5 separate regions of the Mus musculus genome follow, and all the other regions are linked to region 1. The links are chromatin contacts, called in public ChIA-PET, Hi-C and HiChIP or PLAC-seq maps. All regions are on one chromosome and are shown on one strand. The core of a region is the stretch at or near the end of the contact, and the rest is flanking DNA. Distances in the headings are between cores, read along the strand shown. Region 1 holds the start of Tgif1 (TGFB-induced factor homeobox 1). Region 2 holds the start of Trmt61b (tRNA methyltransferase 61B). Region 3 holds the start of Ndc80 (NDC80 kinetochore complex component). Region 4 holds the start of Smchd1 (SMC hinge domain containing 1). Region 5 holds the start of Spdya (speedy/RINGO cell cycle regulator family, member A).

Evidence for each region. Hi-C and Micro-C count contacts between places; a contact is called where the count stands out from the background. ChIA-PET counts read pairs in DNA pulled down with a chosen protein or histone mark. HiChIP or PLAC-seq counts read pairs in DNA pulled down with a chosen protein or histone mark.
Region 2: an H3K27ac HiChIP or PLAC-seq map of microglia shows a contact between it and region 1, with 8 times the contacts expected there. The contact joins the promoter of Trmt61b here to the promoter of Tgif1 in region 1. A contact is called at or near these places in 1 of 39 promoter capture datasets (the HPC-7 cell line) and 3 of 115 datasets of contacts at active chromatin or transcription factors (effector CD8 T cells, microglia and pancreatic cancer cells).
Region 3: an RNA polymerase II ChIA-PET map of memory CD8 T cells shows a contact between it and region 1, with 35 read pairs. The contact joins the promoter of Ndc80 here to the promoter of Tgif1 in region 1. A contact is called at or near these places in 2 of 39 promoter capture datasets (hematopoietic stem and progenitor cells and pre-B cells), 4 of 484 Hi-C or Micro-C datasets (B cells, CD4 T cells, erythroblasts and 1 more), 9 of 115 datasets of contacts at active chromatin or transcription factors (the 230-238 cell line, bone marrow-derived dendritic cells, bone marrow-derived macrophages and 6 more) and 2 of 9 other capture datasets (liver and macrophages).
Region 4: a contact with region 1 is called in a Hi-C map of Th1 cells, with 6 times the contacts expected there. The contact joins the promoter of Smchd1 here to the promoter of Tgif1 in region 1. A contact is called at or near these places in 1 of 39 promoter capture datasets (pre-B cells), 10 of 484 Hi-C or Micro-C datasets (CD4 T cells, CD8 T cells, LSK cells and 4 more), 12 of 115 datasets of contacts at active chromatin or transcription factors (acute myeloid leukemia, astrocytes, bone marrow-derived dendritic cells and 9 more) and 1 of 9 other capture datasets (liver).
Region 5: an RNA polymerase II ChIA-PET map of memory CD8 T cells shows a contact between it and region 1, with 16 read pairs. The contact joins the promoter of Spdya here to the promoter of Tgif1 in region 1. A contact is called at or near these places in 2 of 115 datasets of contacts at active chromatin or transcription factors (large pre-B cells and memory CD8 T cells).

The regions. Positions count from the first base shown.
Region 1 is chr17:70,849,851-70,852,550 of GRCm38.p6, forward strand. Tgif1 (TGFB-induced factor homeobox 1) reads right to left here and starts at 1,360. Exons shown (of 3, transcript NM_009372.3): 1 at 1,022-1,360. The coding sequence starts at 1,037.
Region 2 is chr17:71,597,482-71,600,181 of GRCm38.p6, forward strand. Trmt61b (tRNA methyltransferase 61B) reads right to left here and starts at 1,280. Exons shown (of 6, transcript NR_027952.1): 1 at 455-1,280. n-TCgca52 (a tRNA gene) reads left to right here and starts at 1,790; the gene lies at 1,790-1,861.
Region 3 is chr17:71,525,470-71,528,169 of GRCm38.p6, forward strand. Ndc80 (NDC80 kinetochore complex component) reads right to left here and starts at 1,388. Exons shown (of 17, transcript NM_023294.2): 1 at 1,242-1,388; 2 at 164-273. The coding sequence starts at 264. It also overlaps a transcript of Spdya not described here.
Region 4 is chr17:71,473,902-71,476,601 of GRCm38.p6, forward strand. It overlaps Smchd1 (SMC hinge domain containing 1), which reads right to left and starts at 1,442. Exons shown (of 48, transcript NM_028887.4): 1 at 1,078-1,442. The coding sequence starts at 1,263.
Region 5 is chr17:71,550,693-71,553,392 of GRCm38.p6, forward strand. Spdya (speedy/RINGO cell cycle regulator family, member A) reads left to right here and starts at 1,369. Exons shown (of 7, transcript NM_029254.1): 1 at 1,369-1,449.

The DNA.
Region 1 (2,700 bases), core at 110-2,609:
GCACCAGCGCCCCCTTCCCCCCGCCCGCTTCTCCAAGCGATTAACTTCTGTTTTGAACCACTCCACATAAATCACAACAAAAAAAGCCAACTCCAGTCCACGACTGGAACACTCGAGGGACCTCCCAGTCAGGGACTCCAAAGTTAGCTTCAAAAGGGACTTCACAGTCTTTGACCTTTTGGGTTTTTTTTTTCCCCCCTTCCTCCCCAGTGTGTTTTGTTTTTAAACCAGACTGACGGCAAGTTTTAGTTGTAAAGCTTTGGTGGAAACAATGACAGCCTCGCTTTTTGCACTTACAACCAAGCCTGCTTGTCACACTTGGACAGTTTTCGACTGCATGGTACTTGTGTTCTAACAGCACACGCGGTCCTAAATTCATCGTGGGAAAACTTTCAGAAACTAGTAAAAATTTTAAAGTCCATCTTTCCAAAGCTATGCTCGCCCTAGGGCGATATGTGTGGGGGTCCCGGATCACATTCCTTTGATAGTGAAAAACACATCTCTTTAAAAAAAAAAAAAAAAAAAACATTGCCAGGATCCGGCGAGGAGTGAGAGAACACCCGGAACTACAAACTTTTAGACAAAAGGTAAGGCGACTGGAATTCGCCAAGGACCCCCCACAGGGAAAAGCGAGGTGCCAGGGTCTCCTAGAACATCAACCGCAAAGCCCTGCCCCAGAAACGGCACTAGAAACCACGCGGCGCCTGGGCCGAGCATGGGGTGTCAGGAAGACAATGAAACTTGGAGGCGTACAAACAAGGCGCTGAGCGTGGTTCTTGACAACGTGCCAACAGCGTGGCGCGGCTCAGCCTCCCCACAACAGCCCCTCGGGTTGTGTCTAGAAGGAAAAGAACACCAACTGCCATCAGAGACACAGCCTCAACAAAGAGAACAGCCACCAATCCAGCCGGGGAGCCACTGGTCCGAAAAGTCCCATCAAGTCAGTGTTCTCCCGATCCGGCGCGGCCCGCACATGTCCCGCACTGGTGCCCCGGGCGCTCACAGCCCGCCGCCACCTTACCCTTCTTGCTTTTCATTCTGGAACTCGAGTCCCAGTGAGAGGTGAAGCTGGGGTTTCTAGGAGCCAGCAGCCGTGGAGTGGCGGGAGGGTAGTCGATGATCCTCCTCCTATACTAGTGCTCCGGTAACTTACAAGAGAGTGTTCCAACCACTATTGCTAAACAAGGTGCTCCGGTCTCAGGCGCTGGCTTCTGGGTTGGAATTCAAGTGACACTTGGGCTTCCTCCAGTCGGGATCTTCTGGCAGCCAGCCGGGGGTTCTCCCTGGCCCAATTCCCTCCCTCCCTACTCAGCTCCTTTGTTTCCCGCTCCACTCGGCGCACCTCGGCGCTGTCAGAGTGAGAGAGCAGAGGGAAGGTACAGGAGGTCCTGCCTCCGCCCCCAACCGCCCGCCCCGTCCCCCGCCCGCCCCGCCGCGCTCCTCTGCCCCTCCCCCGCACCTTCCAGCTCCACAACCCTGGGCCTGGGGGCCGAGATCACCCGTCCCTCTACGCGCTGGCGGAACCCAGAAGCAGGGTCATGCCTGCCTGCCCGTGGCGAGAGCACCATCTCCATCCCTCAGCTCTCAGCGGCCACACTGGTTTCTCTTTTGGGGCCTTTCCTCCCCGGGCTAGCGAAGAGTGCATTTAGTTTGTAAAGGATGGAGAGAGGTTTAAGGACATCTCCTCTGTCCACCCCAGAGAAGAAAAGACACCCCCATCCTTGTTTTTGACAGCTGCCCCAAACTTCACTGTCTCTGCTCCAGCCGCCGGAGGCAGCAGCTTCTGATTCAAGGGGTGGGGCACCGAAGGAAAAGTATTCCAGACAAGAATCAACTTCTTCCAGAAGGCGCAGCTGCCATTGACACGCGGGCGCGGCACAGCGCACCCTCCTCCTCGTGGACTCTTCTGCCAACAGCGACAGTGGGGGTGGGGGGAGGCAGACATAGTCACCGTGGGCAAATGTCTATTCCCCCGGGCTAAAGCTCTGAGTTCCGGATTGGATTGCAAGGCAGTTTCGAAATCTAACACGTTGCGAATAGACACTTGTCATGCTCACATGCTCTTTAAACGTCTGGGCTAGGGGGACGGCCAGAGCGCGCGTGTGCCCCACTGCGACTCCCCCACCCCCACGCGCCTTTTTAAAAAGATGGGGGACTACGCCGGGACTGCTCATCTGTTTCAGTAAACAGTGTCTACTTTGTGTGCTAATATCCCACCAGAGGACACCCTTCAGTATTTCAAACAGAAACTAGCCATTAAATAAACACTCATTCCTATTGGTTTATTTTGCTTGAGAGGGGAGCTCCAAAGAGTTGAACGAAGAATCGAGAATCGTCCCCTCCCCAAATACAAGCCAGATGCTGTTATGGCTGACTTCGAGACGCGCACGCCCGCACTTCTGGGTCTAGTTTTCACCTATGCCCGGTTGTTTAAAAAAAAAAAAAAAAAAAAAAAAAAAAAAAGCAAAGAAAAGCAACTGTCACATGTCACAGAAGACTTTCCCCATAGAGGGGGGGAAAAACCCCAAACGTAAATAAGCTGAGCAGCGACGTCACCGCCGGTGTCTGTCTCCAGTTTCGGCTTTGTGGCTGTTCTGGTTTTGTGACCTCGGTGGAGATCCGGCAGGAGGAGACAGACCCGTAAAAACAAGGTTAAAGCCGAGCCACAGTAAGGCGGCCACAGGATGACCCGCTAGACTT
Region 2 (2,700 bases), core at 30-2,529, 750 kb after region 1:
ATATGTATGCGATAATGGATTTCCAGTAACATTCCTTATTAAGTATCATTATTAAAATACTGCCACAGGGCCTGCGAGATGGCTCAGCCAGTAGACACGAAGGCAAGCCTGGTAACCCGAATTTATTCCAGGATCCCAGGTGGCAGAAGAGACTCTGGGAGAGTTACCCTCTGACCTCCACACTGTTTGCAAGTTCTCATTCAGGGCCCACTCCCCAAATATTAAAAACAAAAAAATATGGTATTATTACAATGGTACTACAAAATGTACCCCCAAACAGTTCAACATCCTAAGATCAATACCCATACGCTTCAGAGCTGTGGGGAACAAACAGGTACGTCTCTGTTTAGCGAGTCCATACCATTCTGCTAGTAAACTGGCATAATCTTCATTTTAGATAAGGGAGTGGCAAATATCAAATGTAAATTCTGTTTCCTTCTAAAATTATCAGTACCTGAACATGTTTAAAAATCCAACATGCTGAAAAACTCCAAAGGTCGGTGATGAGAACATTCATCGGACTGTGGTAGTGCGCCGTCCGTCCTCGCCCTTCCTGGAACCCACACACACCTAATTCCCATGACAATACTTTTGGGATAGGTTCCGGCGTTCCCTCTTCCATCAATATACAGAGTCCTCCAAAGGTGGCCTCCGCAGAGAACTCTTACCGGGAAAACATGTCAGGATCTGGCCAGGATACTTGTCCTCGATCTCCCTGAACGCAATCGCTCCCCAGTTACTATTAAAGTGTCCGACGTTGCAGAGTAGGACTAATTTCTTTAATTGTGATTCTCTCTTTCCCGCCAGAGCTTTAATAAGCATCCCCGACTGAAAAGAGTCCTCTGGAAAGGGACCAGGAGGAGGCAGCGCGAAGCTCTCCGGGCTCGGTAGCCACTCGTGTCCAGCACGCGATCCTCGGAGTCATATCCTGTAGGGTCTCAGTGGCCCTGCTCTCCGCTCTGGTCCTCCGGATCTCGAGGGGGTAACTCCTCCCTCGAAGTTCCCAGCCCGAGCCTTTCCACATACTAGAGACAACCGGGTCCCGACGATCCGGACGCGGGCAGCACGGGAAGGGAACGACCGGTGCACGCGCTCTCCAACTCGCGTGTCCCCAGGCAAGGACCCGCAACCCCGGGAAATGAGCTCGCTCACGAGGCACCGACCCAAAGTCAAGCAGGAATGAATCGGCTCTGAGCTCTGATCGCCTCTCGGGCGCCTCAACCTCACAAGGAAGAACCACGTCGTCCTTAGAGAGCCTGACGTCCGGAGCAGGTGCTGTCGCACACGTGTGACGTAGCCACCGCCGTGCCCTTTGCCCGGTTTTGGGGTAGTGCAGGCTGTGGGCTCCCCCGCGTCGCCGACAGAGTGCGTCACCGCCTTGGCGTCCAGCACATGCGGTGGCCCGAGCTTAGGGCTCGTTGGCCTCCGGGCTAAAATCCTGGCTTTCCGCGAGTGGCAAAAGCACAGAGTTTACTTACTGCTCACCAATCTCCGCTAGCCGCCCAGGGACAGGAAGACCCGGGAAGACTAGACGTGGAACCTGGACAGTCTTAACCAGGTTTAAGTCACTAGTGGTGGTGGACAGGACCGTCACCCATCATCCCCAAGAGTCCAAAGTCATCTAGCCCAGAAAAATCGTTGGTCAGGCGTCATAGGACGCACTGCTTGCTGACCCGCACACCTTGCTCATAACTGGGAGGTCTATTTCGAATGGCTAGGGACTCTCTGGTCAGCCTCAGCCCGAGGTCTAGAGTGTTCACAAAGGTAGAGTAAGGTGGCAGTAGCCACCGGGGGTATAGCTCAGTGGTAGAGCATTTGACTGCAGATCAAGAGGTCCCTGGTTCAAATCCAGGTGCCCCCTTCCTATAATTTTGGTGGCACATTCCAGCACTTGGGAGGCAGAACCAACCTAATTTACATAGTGGGTTACAGGATAGCCAGAGACTATCCGATGGCTAAGCTACAAAATAAACAGGAAAAAAAAAAAAAAAAAAATCAACACAACTGTTTTAACCACCCCGCCTACCCAAATAAACACTTCTTTTCCTGTGCGCCACCACTGCCCAGCAATAAACACTTCCTAAAATTGAAGTTAGCCGGGTGTGGTGGCGCATGCCTTTAATCCCAGCACTCGGGAGGCAGAGGCAGGCGAATTTCTGAATTCGAAGCCAGCCTGGTCTACAGAGTGAGCTTCAGGTAGCCAGGGCTACACAGAGAAACCCTGTCTCAAAAAACAAATAAAATTTGTACAACAGCACATCTGTCTCAAAAAACCAAAAACAAACAAACAAAAAAACTGAAGTTACCTTTTGCACTCAAAGTTAAATATCATTAGCCTGCCTATAAGTTTATTGAGAATCAGACAGTACCATGCACATATATTGAAAATTTGCAATTCAGTTAGAAATCAGTATTTATGACCTACTATACAAAGAAGATTAAACGACGTCAGCAAGTCCCCTGACAAGGTAGCTGAGAAATGGGATGGTGGGATTTCTAACTAGGTTGACCACGTTCAGCAGCTCTTGTTGATGGTACCATACACCTTTCTAAAGACTAAGGAATGGTGGGGTGATAGCTGGGTGTGTAAAAAGTGCTTGCTTTGCAAGAACTGGGATCTGAGTTTGATTTCCAGAACTCATGTTTAAAAGGGGGACAGCAAGATGGCTCAGCAGATAAAGGTACGTGCCAAAGAGATTG
Region 3 (2,700 bases), core at 138-2,637, 680 kb after region 1:
ACTTTTATATTTCATTGCCCCCCTCCCCCTAATCCAGTACTACTGGGAGGAGACAGGAGTCACCAAGACATCACTTACACTTTTGTACTAACCATTTCTGGCACTTTTTTTTTTTCTCTAGACAGTAAAGTAAGCAGCTGAGAAGCACAGGGGAGGCACTTACGTTTGAGGGGTATAAAGGCCTGGCTTATTGAGGTCCAGGGTCCTTAACTCCTGCATAGAGAGGCGGCCAGCACCACAGGTGGAAACTGAACTGCGCTTCATTCTCGAAACCTAATTCAGGATTTCAGCGTTAGGAAAATGTTCCAGACTCAAGCAATTCAACGAGCAACAATTATTATCTTTATCCTCTAGTAGGAAAGCAACTAAGTTTGTTTCTGTACAACAATCGTTTCCTTGTATGCTATATTTATTTGTCCATGTAAACCGAAGTTCTTACAAAGAACACCTACGCAACTTCAAGTAGAAAAAAACGAGGCAGAAAAAAGAGGGGAAGATGGAGCTGAAAGTTTTGGGAGAAAAGGAGAGGGGACGACTGAGGAGAAGGAAAGTAGAGCAGAAGCACCTGGCCTGGAGAAGTTCTAAGGGGTCTCTTATATGGGGAAGATGGTAGTGTAGTGATAGATCTGCCCAATGTAGGCGCACAGCATGTATTCATATTAATTAAGTTGTGTTTTCATTGCCTGGGCTTATTTGGGTTGGAGATTTACTGCAACACCTTTCAACAAAGATAAACAATCCGGTTTACAACACAGGCTGCTCCCGCTTTTAAAACAAGTATCAAAATAATGTCTACGTTGGAGTCTGTCTTCATCTCTGCAGCATCAGACACTATGCACTCGGCCCTAGCTTCCACAGAGGGTTAGACAGATCGCATTTTTATTGTTGTTGTTTTGTCTTGAGCTAGGGGTGGAGAGTCAGACCCTTTAGCAAGCTGGGCTGAGCGCTGAGCACTGAGCCACACCCCTCCTTGTTTTGGTGGCTTGCGTTCAACCTAGTTTTACTCTCATGATTTCACTGGTTTCCAGTCATGTCCATACCAGGCTTTTAAGTTGCAGCATCAGCACGGGTACACAACACACCAATCAGCTTTCCCCCTGTCAGTCCCCACCTGTTAGCATCGCCTTCTCCCGCTACAAACGTTGCAGAGCCGGGCAGATCCCACCCCAGCTCCCTCGCAACAGTCAGCTCCAGCGCCGCGGACCATTTTAACACAGAGCTGATCCCATCTCAGCAGTTACCTTTCGCTCAGCTTCTCAACGAGACCCGGCGCCCAGCTTTCCGTAAACCGCACGACTGCACACGAAAACAGCCGCCCAAACCAGAGCGTCCGCTTCCGTCAACCCAAGGCGGTTTGAATTTTAAAGTTTCCGCCCGCGCTGACGTCAGGACTGCGACGGCGAGTACGCATGCGCGCTCGCTCAGCGCCCGCCCTCGTCGCCGGAAGTGTCCGCATCGGGGGCCAAGCGAGCTCTGGGCTCTTCCCAGGTCGTCGTTAGCGTCGGTGACCCGAAGGGAGTCCCGCCCTGTCCGGGAAGCTGGCATCTAGGACGAGTAGGGCTGTCCGGGCGGAGCGGCCCGAGCCCTCCTGGAATCAAGTTCCGTACAGCAATATGGCTGCGTCCTGGAAGTAGAAAGCGCGGGTTTGTCTCCGATAGGATGGAGGCCAGGACCCAAGCCTATGAGGCGGCGTGAGGTTCCTGACGTTAGGAGAGGCTGTCGAGTGTGGCGGTGGACGAGCCTGAGGGATATTTAACATCAGGCTTCCTCAAGTGCTCTGGATTCCCGCCGCCCAGCCTCGGAACAACAAGCAGGCGTTACTAGTTCCCGGATGGTGGTGGCCTGTCCCTGGGCTAAAGTGTAGATTCCTGGCTCTCGGCATTATTGTGCCGTTAGCTAGTTTTGAGCTAAGCAGTCCTTTTTTGAGTTTGAGGTTCCCTAGCGGTCACAGTGACTCCTCACTTTACGTCTCTACTGGGAAACCAAAATCTCAGGTATCACGAAGATCTCCATCACCAAATAGTAGTCAGCAGATATATTAGCAGGCATTATATTTCAGACTCTGTAAGCGGCAGTTCATTTACTTCTTGAAACTAATGGCATTAGAACATAAAAATGATCGTTTTAGTCGGGCGTTGTGGTACACACCTTTAATTTCCACGCTCTGGAAGCGGGGGTGGGGTGGGGGTAGGTTGTGGGGGAATCTCTGACCATCCTGGTTTACCTAGTGAGATCCGGGACAGCTAGAGCAACATAGACACTATATCAAAACAAAACAACCAACAAACCCAAGCAAAACCACCCCAAACAAAACCCACACGTACAAACAACTCCAAAAACTAAAGAGATAATTTTGAGGCTCAGTGAATTCAATGACTTTAGTTTGTATGTGGGGCAGGGTCCACACCCGAGAGAGTCTTGAATTTGAGGCCAGTTTGATGGACCTGGCATACACCAGGGCAACCTAGTGACTCTCTGTCTTTAAGAAACAAACACTATTCTGCAGTCAGTTGCATAAGAAATTTGACTATAAATGCTATTAGACGAGCCTTTAATTTATTTTTTATTCGGTTTTCTCTTAAGGTTTCCACTACATTATAATAAAGCTATATCCAGAAATGCAAAACATATCTTAAGTGAAGATAAAAATGTTCTGTAAAACCTAGTTACTGGAGTGTGGCTCAAACAGATTATAAATCT
Region 4 (2,700 bases), core at 192-2,691, 620 kb after region 1:
AGTAACAACTAGAATAATTGGGGTGGGGGGGCACCACACCATAGGGAACTGTATTAAAGGATCACAACATTAGGAAAGCTGAGAATCAGTGTCCTAAACTAGGTTTTCTGGAAGGAAAACACTGTTTAAAACACTGTTTTATTGCCATATTCTTCTTTTAAAAGTTCAGAGCCCAGAACGGTGGCACTTGGGTCTGTGACTACCAACACTGGACAGCAAAGGCGGATAAAGTTCGAGGCCAACCTGGTCAACAGAGACTTCTAGGCTAGCCTGAGCTACACAGCAAGACCTCAAAACAAAACCCCGCAATACCCCTCCCCCAACATACTCAAGCTCAGGCAACAGTAAGAACAACAACAACCTATAAAGCATCTCACAGTATAAAGCACGTCTTGCTACGTAGTCATTCTTTTTTTTTTCCCCCCAAGCAGGTATACTCGTTCTTTGTTGTCCGCATGGTCACTTAGAGCTAGTTCAGGAACTCCCAAGGAAGTTGGAGCTCAGAGAACCAGGACAGCTCCTAATACTAACCTAACTTAGTATTACTCTGTAGAAGAATCCTGCTGGGACGGACCAGGCAAACCTTTCTGACAAGACAAGCCGGTAAAAGACTCCCTCCATCACCTCCCTGAACCTGAGGTACCCGGACTCCTGGAATCTCACCCCCCCACCACCACCAAACAGCGCAACCCTCGCAACACTGACTGTCCAGTGGATGCAACTCTGCATCTTCTGAAGTTACAAACTAGGACAAACACAGGTGCTTCTCCGACAGGAGGATGCACTAACTACTCTGCAACCATAAAGCAGTAACTAAACCTATAAGCGCCCACTAACTTGGAAGTCCCGAACGCTAGACCAGCACGGGCCCACGGAGGGGCGTGATCCCATCCTTCTTGGCCAAAGCCAGGCCGGCCGGGACATCCAACCAGGGATCATCCGCAACGTGGGCACCCGGCAGAGGCCAAGGCCGCAAGATCCCGGCCATCTGACAAGTTTATGGCGGTGACCCACCCAGGCTTCAGGCCACCTACCCTCACCTCCTCGCGAGCATCCCTCCAGCGCCCCGGGACGTACCTGACACACAGAAGCGCGGAACCCCGCGTAGTCCGCGTGCTCCGAGACCTGCAGTGCGCGATCCCCTAGCTCCGAGTCCTTCCCGCGCCGGTCAAACAAGTACACCGTCCTACAGCCGTCGACGGCGCCATCTCTCCCAGATCCCTCCGAGAGGCCGGCGGGATCGCTGGCGCCCTCCGCTGCCATGTTGAGGGAGAAAAAAAGAGAAGGCCCTGCGGCTCTCGGGCGCGCTTCCCGGAGACACCGACCCCGCGCGTGCCCTCGGCTCCAGCCGCCGCGGCTCCGAGCCTCAGCGGGCCGCGCAGCACCGACTGTGGGCAGCGGCCGGGAAGTAACCCGGGAACCGATTCAAACGCGCTTCTGCCGGGGTGCCGTACGTCACTTCCGCGACCCGCGAACACAGGGACGCGCTGAGCGCGCCTCAGAGCCCGCCAGCTACGTACGCCGCCGCCCACCAAGCCTCCTTCCGTGACCTGAGAGCGGGCCGCCGCCGTGGCTGCTGCGCAGGAGGAAGAGGACGGCGGACGGAGACCCGGCTAGTCCAGCAGGCCGTGGGGCGGGGCGGGGCTGGCCAAGGTGGGGCGGGGCTTCGCGCCCAGGCCACGCCCCCGGGCTCCTGCGGACCGCGGGGACTGGGGACGGCCTGGAAGCTGGCTTCCAGCGCCTTAGGGGCCTTCGCGGGGGGAGGTGGGGGGGGGCGCAACTCGCAAGCGTGTCGCCCCAGGGTCTATGCAGGCTCCCGCTGCAGGGCCCTGGCGCCTTCCCCCTAGCCATGCGGTCTCCAGGGCGCTACCAAGTCGGGCGGACGCGGCGGCTGGAAGCTTGCACCACCTGGGTCCCGGTGCGGTGGACACTAGCTAAAACACCGGGCACCGCTCTGCTTGCACGCTTCCTTCGCCGTCGTGGGTGGGTTCTACTGTGGGACAATGAGACAAAAGCTCGGCCTCGAGGAAGAGCGGGTCTCTGACGTCACGAGGCCGCGATGCGCGCCCCCGGGTTAGCCAGGCTCTGAGGCTTTAGGCGGCTGGGAGTCTTGGGATAATACCTAACCTACTCACCGAGGTTGAGTCAGCTTCTAAGCGTGCAATGTGTAAGACAGCCTCCTCGAAAACTTGAGCATAAAACTTTATATGCTCCAGTACGGGGGAATGTCAGGGCTAAGAAGCAGGAGTGGGTGGGTAGGGGAGCAGGGTGGAGGGAGGGCATAGGGAACTTTCGGGATAGCATTTGAAATGTATATAAAGAAAATATCCAATAATAAATAAATAAAAAAGAAAACTTGAGCATAATTATTGGGGGATGCGCTTCTGACTCTACAGATAGCAAGGAATGGGGGGGGGCGGGTAACCTTGCCAGATGCTTGCTCTCTGATTCTTAAAACCTGGATGCTTTGTACTTGAGAGAAACGTGTAAATTAATGAAACCCATTAATTAATTGAGTTCTTTTATGTGTCTAGAAGTTGGATCAGATTTAAGGGTGCTGTTTTACTAGGTTCGCAGGAGCCTTAATGATCAATGGTAAAGCTAGACTCAAAGTCAATGCACCTTGGAAACAGACCGGGTTGTTGGCACCAAGGACAGTTGGCCAGACATACAAAAGTGTGAAGGTTTGCGTAGAGCGGC
Region 5 (2,700 bases), core at 119-2,618, 700 kb after region 1:
GGGCTATTCAGAGTAACCCTGTCTCAAAAAACAAACAAACAAACAAACAAAGAACTGAATTCTATTTGGGTTCCTTACTTAAGGTACTTTCTGTTGTGCCATTTGCTAATGGACCTGAGATGTTTACTCATTTTCATTTTTAAAAATTGAATGCTTATGAGTGTCTTGTTTGCATGTATGCATGTGTGCTACATGTGTGCCTTATGTCAGCAAAGGCCAGAAGATGATGTTGGATACCCTAGAACTGTAGTTACAGGTGGTTGTGAGCTGCCACATGTGTGCTAGGAATTTGAGCAGCAAGTACTTTTAACCATAGAGCTGTCTCTCTATCCCTGAACCTGAGATCTTAACAACAGTCGAATTAGCTCCTACTCAAAGGGCTCATTGTATGTATGTTTAGAATATTTTTTACATTATTATGGAAACATACCTTTTCAGTGTACTTCAGCATCACGTAGCATCAGTTTCCTTAAGTTCCTGACTCAGTGTTTCTTGTTAGAGATTTTATAGGTGAATTGATAGCCTGAGAGAGGTTGAAGATCTAATGGGCTGGTAACACTTTTGTCTAAGCCATTAACATTACCATGACCTTGGTTTTATCTACTCAGTCACATTTTAAGGAAGTTCTACAAAACACTGAGTACAGGTAGCTAAAAGGGGGAAGATTCCACAACCCAACTCATGTTGTCTGTTAATCTCTGGATGTATGGACCAACCCAAAATTCCACAGAGAGTCTTAATTACCAGTTCAGTTACTAGTCTACTTGAGTTTGATAACAAGTCAGAACTGTATGGTGCTCTCATACTATATATATAAAGCAGATTCTGAATTGGAGGGGTGGGACTGGCAAGCGTTGATTATGCACCAGCTATATCCCAGGAGTCTCAGGAAGGCACGGGCATGACAAAAGGAGCATTTAGGGCTGTGAATGGAAGAACGTTGCCCTTTGCTCACTAAAGGCCACTTTATTTCACACCTTTTGAGCTAGCATGCGTGGGCTCTTTCTCCTCTTACACACTTGTGCACAAGGGAAGAAGCACCCAGGTCCAAGGCGCGAGCAGAGAGGCAGGGAGGGGGAACGGCAAGCAGCCCTGGTCCTTCAGGGCAGCCCAGTCCCCTCGTCCTGTCCGGGGCTCCTCAACCGCTCCGCACAGCCAGCGTTCGAGGGAAAGCGCGACCGCATCAAGATACAGAGAGCTGGAGCGGAATAACGGCAGAAGGCGGAGGCGACCCGGTCAGCGAGGGGCGGGGCGGGGCGATAGCGCAGGCCCCGCCCTCGGCGGTTCCCGTGCTCTGATTGGCTCCCGCGGCCGCGCGCTCCCGGCCCTCCGCTTGAGGTTCTTAGGCGGGTTTTGCGGCCTGCGGCTAGCGACCCAGCACGCAACCGCCTGAGGTAGATCGCTGAGGCGGAGGCTGTGGGGCCGCTCGCTCTTCGCCGGCCTGCGCAGGTACCTTCACCTGCCCGCCCGCCCGCCGGGGCCTGATGGCGGGGTTCTGGGTGTCGCCTGTGCCCTCCCTCTCGCTCCCACAGTCCTGCGTGAGGAGGCGGGGACGCCTCAGCCCCACATCCCCGCGGCCTCGAGCAGCCCCGCCGGCCCCAAGGGCCGGGCATCCCGGAGGCGGGGACGGGAACTGGCGGTGCGGGGCGAGAGGAGGGAGACCGGGCAGTGCGGCTCCGGCGGGTGGCGCGGGGTTGGTGCGCGGTGGGGAGCGAGGCTCGGCCTCTTCACGGGGCTGAGGGATGAGTCCTGCCGCTGTGTCCCGTGTCCCACGCCCCCGGCCCGAGTCCTCCCGGGCTGGAGTTCTGAGCTGTCGCGTCTCATCGCGACACCTTTAGCCACTTTCTCCAAAAGTACGAAAGTTTTCCTGCCTACCTGCCCCCTGTCGTCAGCGATTGACTGTCAGATGCTCACACGGAGAAACTATTTCTAATATATATATATGTGTGTGTGTGTGTGTGTGTGTGTGTGTGTATGTATACGTGTGTATACACACACACACATATGTAATATATATAGTAACCACTAGCCATACACATACATATGATCCTGTCGCCAGAGTTTCTTCAGATGCTTACAGAATTCAGCTGTATGTACCAGACAAACAGAACCCCAGACCTCACACACCCGGACATCGTCTTTATGAATTTTGCTGTGATTTTTTTTTTCCCAATGTTGGGTCGAATGCATGCCACTGAGTTGAAGGATCTTTAACTTTTATGTTGTGAGACTTTTCCTTCAGAGGTCCAAATCGATCAATATCTGCTCACCCTAGACAGGGCATTCGTGACAGAGCAAAGTAGGGATTCCACCCAAGTCCGCTTTGGTGAAGCCCGGGTTTACAAGGGTATCTGTGGGAGAGGGCTTACTGACAGATAGAGCCTGTGTGGCTCAAGCTGCGTCCCTGAAAAGTCCACCCAGCTCAGGGGAAGCCCTGGGAAAGCTGCCGTCCTTACTGCTTTAGAACCTTGGACAGGGGCCTGTCGACTCTTGGGAGTTGTTTATTTTTCTGAGTCTTGTTTCGTTACTTCGTCTTAAGCAGCTTCCCTTTAGGACAGAATGTGTCTTGTTTGGAGACAATCAGCGAGCTTCTCTTATTTCCCCGTTCACTCTTTCTCTTGAGAAATGCCTCATCGTTTTTTCACTTGTTCTTTATTTCTTCCCTCTTGCATTAGAACTCTTACTCATTGATGCATCTAA